Regions from separate parts of the Sus scrofa genome. Here region 1 is linked to region 2. The links are chromatin contacts, called in public promoter capture Hi-C maps. All regions are on one chromosome and are shown on one strand. The core of a region is the stretch at or near the end of the contact, and the rest is flanking DNA. Distances in the headings are between cores, read along the strand shown. Region 1 holds the start of SMG1 (serine/threonine-protein kinase SMG1). Region 2 holds the start of ITPRIPL2 (inositol 1,4,5-trisphosphate receptor-interacting protein-like 2).

Region 1 (4,599 bases), core at 1,560-4,059, 250 kb before region 2:
TTTCCAGACTAACTGACAAACTAACGCTAAAAAGAAACTGACAAAAACTGTTTTTAAAAAAGCCCACATCTAGCAAAATAGAATCCAAAAAAATTATAGAAAGACTGGTACAGAAAAGCAAATTAATTTTTTTTTTTAAAACCAAAAGGATTCTGATAAACCATAAAGAATTCGCCAGCATTTGAAGATGTTTAGAAAAATAAACTTCCATTTAAAGAAGCGGGAAAATCAAGCTCCATTCTGTCAGTTAACTGAGTCTGTCACCTTTCTGAAGTGAGGAGGGGACAAAATAACAACCTCAAATTTATCTCAGGAAAATTTATGACTTGGCAAACACCTTAAGTTTTTTTTATTGGCTATTTTACAAAACAACTAGGCAACAGTGCAAAGAAATTTTGCTTTGGTGTACCCTCCATACATTTCTGTTCCCTCCTCTACAAAAAAGTCAAGTATTTCCAATATCCTAATTGACTGTTACTCCATGTAACCAAGTGCATCTTCTCATAGCATCTGTCTACCTAGGCAATAAGTTCTGAGACTTTGCTACAGAGCACAGCTTCAAAGAATGCAGAGGCCCCTTTACACACACACAGAGCCAAAAAATAAGGTAACTGAAAGAAGAAAACACGAGTAATATTAATAACCCATGTACTTATTCCACAACTATGGGAGCCATTCTGCTTCATACCTGTCAAATGAAACCAGGCAACCTCAACCCGTGGCTCCAACTGTGCTACTCCACTTGTTGAGAACCACAAGCTACAGTTTATTCTTCTCCAGAAGTTCTAGGACTGCTTGAGAAGGGCACTTTATTTAGTCCTCTAAAGGGATACCATGCACATTGTTTACACATGCTGACAATACCGAAAAATAATGGAAAATCTACTGTCAAAGAGCTCTCAGATGTTCAATTCAACCTCATTTATCACCTAATTCACTAGATGGGAAAAAGAAGTAAATTTCACACATTTCAATGAACATACACAACAACCAAAAATGCCAGTTATAGATAAAAATATCAAAACCAGTCAACTGATTTTATTTAAAGCACTCACAAACCCTAAGCGGTAAAGGACAGGTCCAACTATGCTTTTCTTTTCAAAAATTTTAAACTACTTAACATCTTAATTCTAAACTAAGCTTTTAATGTCACTTTGTTATATACATAATTCTCAGCAGACAGGAGACCTGGAAAAACACATGAAACAGAATGAAATGTGTATCACTCATCAGCCAAAAGATTATTTTGGTTTTTCTATCAAGTCGTAGGGCGTTACATTCTACTATCTTTCCAAATTATTTCCAAACATTGCTGGAATTGCATGCAGCCATCAGGAAATTAAAAGTCATCCCAACAATGTGTGTCTAACATTTCTCTGGCCAGTTCCTGGACAATCATAATGCAAGAGGCTCAAAGTGCGAGACCTCCATGAAACAACTAACCCTACAATGTTATATACATTTAGGGAATTCTTCTAGGCACTGGGCTAAGTTCCAAAACAGTCTTGAGTATTACAAGCACTTATTGAGTAAGAGAGATGAGAATCAGTCCAAAATTACGTACAACTGCCCCATGATTAATCAGAAAGAAACGAAAATTAATTTTCTTTAAAAAGTCGGTACCCTTTAATATGTTCATTTCCAAGGAGACCCCTGTCGGAAATCAAACCCTTTACTCTTCTAAGCGAAAGCCCGCTCAAGTGTCCAGGCATGAACTGCTCTCCGCCAAAGTAGCTGCCCCCTGCACTTGTGGGAAACATTTTCCAGGACCAGAGTCGGTTGGCCCCATTAACACTGTCACAATCTCCTCTCATGCCCCACAACGAGCCTGCCTAAAGTCAGAGTAAGGCCCTGGAGCGTGGCTGTTTTTTAAATATTAACACGTGGGAGGTCACAGAAAAGATCAAAGTTAAGGAGGTCTTTTCACGTGGGGGCTGAGAGGCGGAGAGATAGGAAAGTGAATGGGTGGCGGAGAGGGTCCTGTACTCCCAGGATCCCCCAACTCATATACCAACTTAAGGGGAAGGCGGCAAGTAAAAAAAAACAAAAAACAAACAAAAAAAAACAACCAACACCAGGTTCCCTTCCTTCACCCAATTCCTAGGCCAGTTCCTTCTCCCGGCGCCCAGGGTCTGGCTCCAGCCCTGAGGCTGAAATGCAGGGAGAGGGGAAGCATTTAGGCCTCGCCTCCCAGCGGCCTTCCTTCCCCAGCCGGGGCGGGAGGGAACCCAGGAAGCCGCGCCCGGTTCCTGGGGGGGTGGAGAGCCTAGGCCGCGCCTCCCAGCCCGGCGGCCCTAGGCCTCGGCCCGCCCGAGGCGAGGCCCGGGGTCGGGGTGGCGAGCTGGCCGCCGGCTCACCCACCTGGGTTGCCAGTCATTCCAGCTCCGCGGGTACTTGGTGCCGCCGCCGCCGCCGCTGCTCAGCCGAGACCCCGGGGCTCTGCGGCTCATTACCTTCCCCGACACGACATGGCCAAGCGCCGCCGCCCGAAGAAGCGCGAGTCGCCGCCCGAACCGGCCGCTGCCGACACTCCGCTCCGGCCCCGGGCTGAGGAGGAAGCCGAGAAGGAGGAGGAGGCGGCGGAGGGCGGGGGAGGCGGACGGCCGTTCCGGGTTCCGCCTGAGCCCGCAGCGCAGGACGAGGAGGCGGGAGCGGCGCGGCGAGAGGGAGGCGGAGGAAGGGGAGGCGACGTCTCTTCCAGGGCCGTGCGCGGCCCGCGACGCCGGGGCCCAGGAGGAGGAGGACAGGGAGGAGGAGGCGGTGGCGGCTGCTCCTCACGCTCACACAGCCACGGGTTCCCCGCCTCCCGGCTCCGCCCGCCGCGCCGCCGCTGCCGCACGGCATGCTGGGAGCGAGAGGCGGTGCCGGCGCCCGCCGGGCCGGGGTGGAGGGGCGGGGCCGGGACCGAGGGGCGGGGCATGTGGGCGGGGCCGGACTCAGCAAGTGGACCGCCCTCTCCGCGCCCCGCGCTCGCTTCCAGTCTTCGCGGACCGCGCGGAGGTCCGGCCCCGCCGCGGGGGATCACGGGAGAGGGGGTTCTCCGTCACCATCTCCACGCGCACGCTCTCCTATACACCCCCGGGAAAGCACCTGACCCCCAGAGGGCGGGGCAGTCAGGTGTAAACAGGCTTCCGCTCAAGATACAGGGGTGCCCTTGCGGTGGCGCGCGCAGACACACATGCATGTCCTTAGAGTTCACGCGCGCCCACGTTCCTCACCTTGTACGGCAATAAGTAAAAATAAAAAACAGAGGGGGTGAACATTCATCTACCCAGCCTCCACCTGAAATGTGCCCGTAGATTCCCGACACCTTGACCATTTATGTCTTACCATTACAAAAAACGAAATAGAGGAAGAAAGCGGAATACTCACGAGCACCAACCTTTGTCCCCTGCAACATGAAATACGCTCTGAAATCCTCCCACCGTTAACAGCTACTTTCCCTTCCAAAGAGTCTTGCGGGTGGCGTGGCATTGGGCGGGGGGGGGGGGGGGGGCCAAACCTGAGCACTTTCTCCTCCGCCGCGACGTTTCCACGGCCCCCACCAAAGAGTTCACTAAAGCATCTTAGACATAAAGTGGATGCCATATACAAAGAGAAAAGGTCAACAAGCTGCACAGCAAACAGGTAACAGGGAGTTAGCATGTGGCTCAGTAGGTCATTGCTGTGGCTTCAGTTACAGCTTGGTGCAGGTTCCATTCCTGGCCCCGGAGCTTCCCTAGGTGCAGCCAAACACACACACACGCACGCACGCACGCACACACAGAACAGGTAACAGGAATTAACTCTGGAGGATAGTCAAAAGGGTCTTACGTTATTTTATGTTGCAAATTCCCTATGTTGCAAAGTCCCCATATATTGCTTGTGTGATTAAAAATGGTTACCAATGGAATTCCCGTTGTGGCGCAGTGGTTAACGGACCCGAGTAGGAACCATAAGGTTGCGGGGTTGATCCCTGGACTTGCTCAGTGGGTTAAGGATCCGGCGTTGCCGTGAGCTGTGGTGTAGGTTGCAGACGCAGCTCGGATCCCGCGTTGCTGTGGCTCTGGTGTAGGCCAGTGGTTACAGCTCTGATTTGACCCCTAGCCTGGGAACCTCCATATGCCGCAGGAGCGGCCCTAGAAAAAGGCAGAAAAAAAAAAAAGTTACTAAATTACAAAAGTACTTGAGATTATGAGGTGATCCACATGCATCCCCCTTCAACTTTGGGCTCCTTGCTTATGTCCGTCAACACTGTAGGCTCTTGCTAGTTCTAAAGGATGGAAAGTTAGGTTTTCATATGTACTTTTCTCCCCTCCCCAATTCGACTCATTCAGGGAACAAGAAGCTCCTTCTACGAACTGGTGCTATTTGACTCAACACAGAAATTCTCACTAGGTTTAGACTCCAGCATGGTCACCCACATGTGTAAAAAAAAAAAAAAAAAAAAATTTTTTTTTAAATAACCTGAGTGAAGAGGGATACATCCCACAGTTATACACTCCATCCTGAAATGTGCCCTGGGTAGCCCATACTTGCTGTGAGGAAGGATCCTACCATTTGTGAAAGGGACCCTACCAATGGTGTCCTTTCTTCCCTACTCTCCTATGAAAAGTCCCT
Region 2 (4,457 bases), core at 979-3,478:
ATGTCTGTCGAAAGCGGCCAGGAGGTCAACCGGGGCTGCTTCACGCAATACCTTGGGCAGTGGGCCAACCTCCGCGGCCGCCCCGCCAGGGCCCAGGACGCAGTGGAAGAGCGTACGGCGTCGCAGCAGGCAGTCCCTAAGGAATTTTACTAGCTCTTCCAAGCGCTCGCCCAGGTGCACCTCGTCCCAGGCTCGGGCAGGAACCCCCTCGCGCAGCAGCACCGCCAGCAGCACCGTCTTGAGCACATATGAGGACAAGATACGTCCCCACTGGATGGCGGCCGTCGGGTCCAGCCCGCGGGCGCCCAGGTCTCTCAGAGCTTTAAGCAACTGCAGGCACTTGAGGTAGCAGGCACCTGGAGGGGCCCTTTCCTGCAGCCAGCTCAGCAGCTTCTGCTCCTGGCGCGCTGTGTTCACGCCCCACAGTGCATCCGCGCGCAGGCCTCCAGGGAGCTCTGAAATCGGCCCAACTGGCGAGGGTGGCGGCGGTGGTGCCACCAGGAAGACGTTGTCGCCCAAATGGACGGCAGGGATAAGACGCACGGCCATGGAAAGGCGGCAGCAGCCATAATCGGTGCGGCAGGGCAGGATGTGTAGGGTGGGAGGCTGCTCCAGGCTGCCCGGGGTCAGGGTGACCCGACATCGCCCCTCTAGGCTATAGCGCACGGTGGCCAGGGAGCGCTGCAGATGCGACTGGAACCAGCGCAGCACCAGCGTGGCCGAGAGGTGGCGCCGCCCGCGCACATCCACACAGAAGCCGTCTGCGAAGGGTTTGCAGTCCCGAAGCCATTGGCCCCCGGAGGCTCCCGGCGGTGCCTTGAGCGCGCACACGAAGCAGCCGTGGACCGCTGGGGCCAGCTCGGGCTCCGCGCCCAGGCTCCGAGGTTCCAGCGCCACCAAGGGCGGGAGGCGCAGCGGCACCAGCACGTCGAAGCTGTCGGGCCGGCGAATTTTATGCTGCTCGTAGGCGCTGCCCACCTGAATGAAGTCTCCACGGAAGGCCAAGGCCAGCGCTCCCCCTGGGATGGGGCCTGGGGACCCCCGGGCGCGGCCAGCCCGCACCAGCTCGCCCACGATCCGGCTCACGTGTGCCTTGCTGTGGCCCAGCACGTGCGGCGACAGGCGCACCTCGTGCTCATAGTAACTCTCCAGCAAGATGTCGAGGCTGGGCTCTCCGAAGTGTCCAGGAGAAAAGGCCGAGTGGCCCCCCAGGCGGGGAGATCCAGGCAGGAAGCGCTGCCGGACAGCGTGGCGACAGCGCAGGAGGATGTAGCCGAGGAGGAGCAGGACTGCCACCTTGAGCAGAGGGAAGCCGCCGTCCGCGCTGTCGGGGGGCTCGGCCCGGGCGCCCCCGCTTCCTCGCAGGACATGGTAGAGGCACACGAGGGCGGTGCACAGGCCGGTCACCAAGGGCCAGAAGACGCGCAGATTGAGGGTGTAGTGCACCGACATGCCGGGCGTCCGGGGCAGCGACTGCCGAGCAGCCCAGGGCGCGAGCCCGGGCAGCGCCCCCAGCCCAGCATGCGCGCAGCGCCCGGGCAGCCCCGCCGTCCGGGTCTCCTTCGTCTCCGCGGCGGCGCTCCCGTCGCAGGGCGGGGGAAAGCCACCCTCCAGCTCGGCCTCTTGTCCCAGCTCAAGCGTTCCTTCCAGCTGCGGCCCTCTCTACACGCCCCGGCTCCCGGCCGCGCCCTGCTCCGGCTGCGCGCGGCGTCCGGCCCGGCGGCGCTCCCCGCCCCGCGCCCCGGCGCGCCGCCCGCGGCCAGCTTCTGGTCCCGCCGCGCTCGCCTCCGATCCCGGGCCGCCCTCCCGGCGCCGCTGGGCCCCCGGGGTCCCCCGCCGCTCCGCTCTGAGCTGGTTCCCGTTACTCGACCCGGGAGTTTCCTCTTCCGAGGGAAGGCGAGGCCGCGCCAGCTAGCGGGGAGGAAATGCCGGAGTCCGGAGCCGCGCGCCGAGCCGGCGGGCGGGGTCGGCCCCCTCCCGGCCTCCGCCTTAAAGCGAGGAGGGACTTAGGGCGGGGAGGGCGGCGGGAGCGACTTCAGGACTTGCTTCCAACCAGCCTCCCGCGGGCCACCCCTCTCCTGCCTACCCTAAGGCCGAAGTAGGCAGGCTCTCATTGGAGGCTGATGGCCTGGTCAGGGGAGCTTCTGGAGTTGTAATCAAAGTTACACCGGGAAGTTGAAAGGAGGGGAAAAAAAGAGCGCACAACCAGACTGTCCAACCCCGGCTCCGCCTCCCCCCACCTCCTTCCCCCCAACCACTCCCCCTCCCTCCATCCTGCCTCCCGCCCCCAGCAAGTCGTGGTGGCGTGGTGTTGGTGGCGTGGCAGGCCTTGGAAGGGAACAGCCCCTGCCAGTGCGCTGCTGTCTTTTATTCAAACCAATAGCTACTGAGACTAGGAGATTAGGTGCCCGGGAAATAGCAGTTGGCAAAATAGGCAGTTTCTGCCGTTCTTAAAGCTTAGAGGCTTTTTTAAAAAGGGGGAAAAAGACAGGAGTTCCCGTCGTGGCTCAGAGGTAAAGAACCCGACTAGTCTCCATGGGAACATGGATTCCATCCCTGCCTTCACTCAGTGGGTTAAGGATTCAGCAGCTACCCTGATCGTTGGCCTAGGCCAGCAGCCGCAGCTCTGATGGGACCCCTAGCCTGGGAACTTCTATATGCCACGGGTGCAGCCTTAAAAAGCAAAAATAAATAAATAAATAAAGGAAGGAAGGAAGGAAGAGAAGGGGACCCACAGCAGAAAATGCTCTGAAAGAAACAAAACCGTGTGAAGAAGTGAGAAGGTGGAGGTCGCCCACCTCCACCAGCTAGAGGCTGTCTGTAGGGTGACCCTTGGTCTGAGACCTCAAAGAGGGTGAACCAGCCTTGGTGCAATAATTACGGCCTTTACAAAGGTCCTACTGTGTGCCAGTACTGTACTAATCACGTAGCACATAGGCACTCACTACTCAGTTCATCCTAAGAAGGGGATCCTATTATTGTCCCCATTTTCCAAGTGGCGAACCTGGGGCACATGCATGTTCAGCCTTTGCCCAAGGTCACACAGCTTTCAGCAGAGCTGTGCCTTGCTCACAGGCACCTGGCTCCAGAGATGTCAGGAGGCAGGACTCAGGGACCAGGGAGTCCCTTCCTCAGCTGCTGGGAAGTGTCCTTTGTCAGGCAGGACCTGCACAAGGACCTTCTCAATCTAGGAAACTTTGTTTTGTTATGTTTCATTTTTGGCTGCCCCCGAAGCATATGGAAGTTCCCAGGCCAGGGATCAAATCCAAGAGGCATCTGTGACCCACATACACCACAGCTGTAGCAACGCCCCGTCCTTAACCCACTGCACCACAGCGGGAACTCCTAGGAAGCTTTGCTTTGTTTCATAACAGGGAGTACTCTCTGCATTTATCTGCAATTATCTAACTATTTGGATTTATTTAAATAATTGTCTTTACTTATTTACGGTCGCTGCACCTTCCTTGCTCCCACCAGCAATTAAGGAGACAAGAGTCAATGCATGAAAAATGTCAGACCCTAAATACCCTCTGAGATTCAGTACTCCAAGGATGACTCCTGGCTTAAGAACCAAGATTATGCCCAGGAAAGCCTCTCCGAGCTAAGCAGACCTGAGTGTAGATCCTCATCACCACTGCTACTAGCTGTGAGCTCAGAGTCTATTAATCTGCATTCTTGGGTTGCAGGTGACAGAAAGCATTTATTGTGTCATGTAACCGAGACACCCACGGAGATCCTACTTCAGCATGGCTGGATCTAGATACACAGATACACTCAGTCCATTTCTATTTTATTTATTTCTTTTTCTTCTTTTAAGGCTGCACCCCTGGCATATGGAAGTTCCCAAGCTAAGGGCTGAATTGGAGCTATAGCTGCCAGGCTATACCACGGCCAGAGCAATGCAGGATCCGAGCCACATCTGTGATCTACATCTCTTTCCTTCCTTCCTTCCTTCCTTCCTTCCTTCCTTCCTTCCTTCCTTCCTTCCTTCCTTCCTTCCTTCCTCTCTTTCTCTCTTTCTTTTCACAGCAATGCCAGATCCCTGACCCAATGATGGAGGCCAGGGATTGAACTCACATTCTCATGGATACTAGTTGGATTCATTTCTGCTGCGCTACAACAGGAACTCCCTCAGTCCACTTCTTAGCTCTTCTTTCTTCTAAATGGGCTGCACCCTCTGCCAGGCTCCTGGCTGCTCTAGCCTCATTTTATCATCAATGCAGAGGAAAAGAGAGCTTTGCTTGCCTGAAAGTTGCAGGAAATGTCATGCCCAGGGATAACCTTCGGTCTCACTCTAAAAGCGACCAAGAAAGAGAATGCACCAATTAGCCTGGCCTGGGGTGGGGCTATGGACTGAAATATGTCCCCTCAAAACTCATACATTGAAGCCCTAACCCCCAATTGTGTTTGGGTACAGGGATCTTCAGAAGTAATTAAGGTTTAATGAAGTCATAAGG

Evidence for each region. Promoter capture Hi-C pulls out the DNA fragments that hold promoters and counts their contacts.
Region 1: a contact with region 2 is called in a promoter capture Hi-C map of liver, with 2.4 times the contacts expected there. The contact joins the promoter of SMG1 here to the promoter of ITPRIPL2 in region 2. A contact is called at or near these places in 1 of 5 promoter capture datasets (liver), 1 of 47 Hi-C or Micro-C datasets (liver) and 1 of 2 datasets of contacts at active chromatin or transcription factors (alveolar macrophages).

What each region holds. Positions count from the first base shown.
Region 1 is chr3:26,652,029-26,656,627 of Sscrofa11.1, reverse strand. It overlaps SMG1 (serine/threonine-protein kinase SMG1), which reads right to left and starts at 2,809. Exons shown (of 63, transcript XM_021086548.1): 1 at 2,362-2,809. The coding sequence starts at 2,450.
Region 2 is chr3:26,401,631-26,406,087 of Sscrofa11.1, reverse strand. It overlaps ITPRIPL2 (inositol 1,4,5-trisphosphate receptor-interacting protein-like 2), which reads right to left and starts at 2,228. Exons shown (of 2, transcript XM_021086544.1): 1 at 1-2,228. The coding sequence starts at 1,452.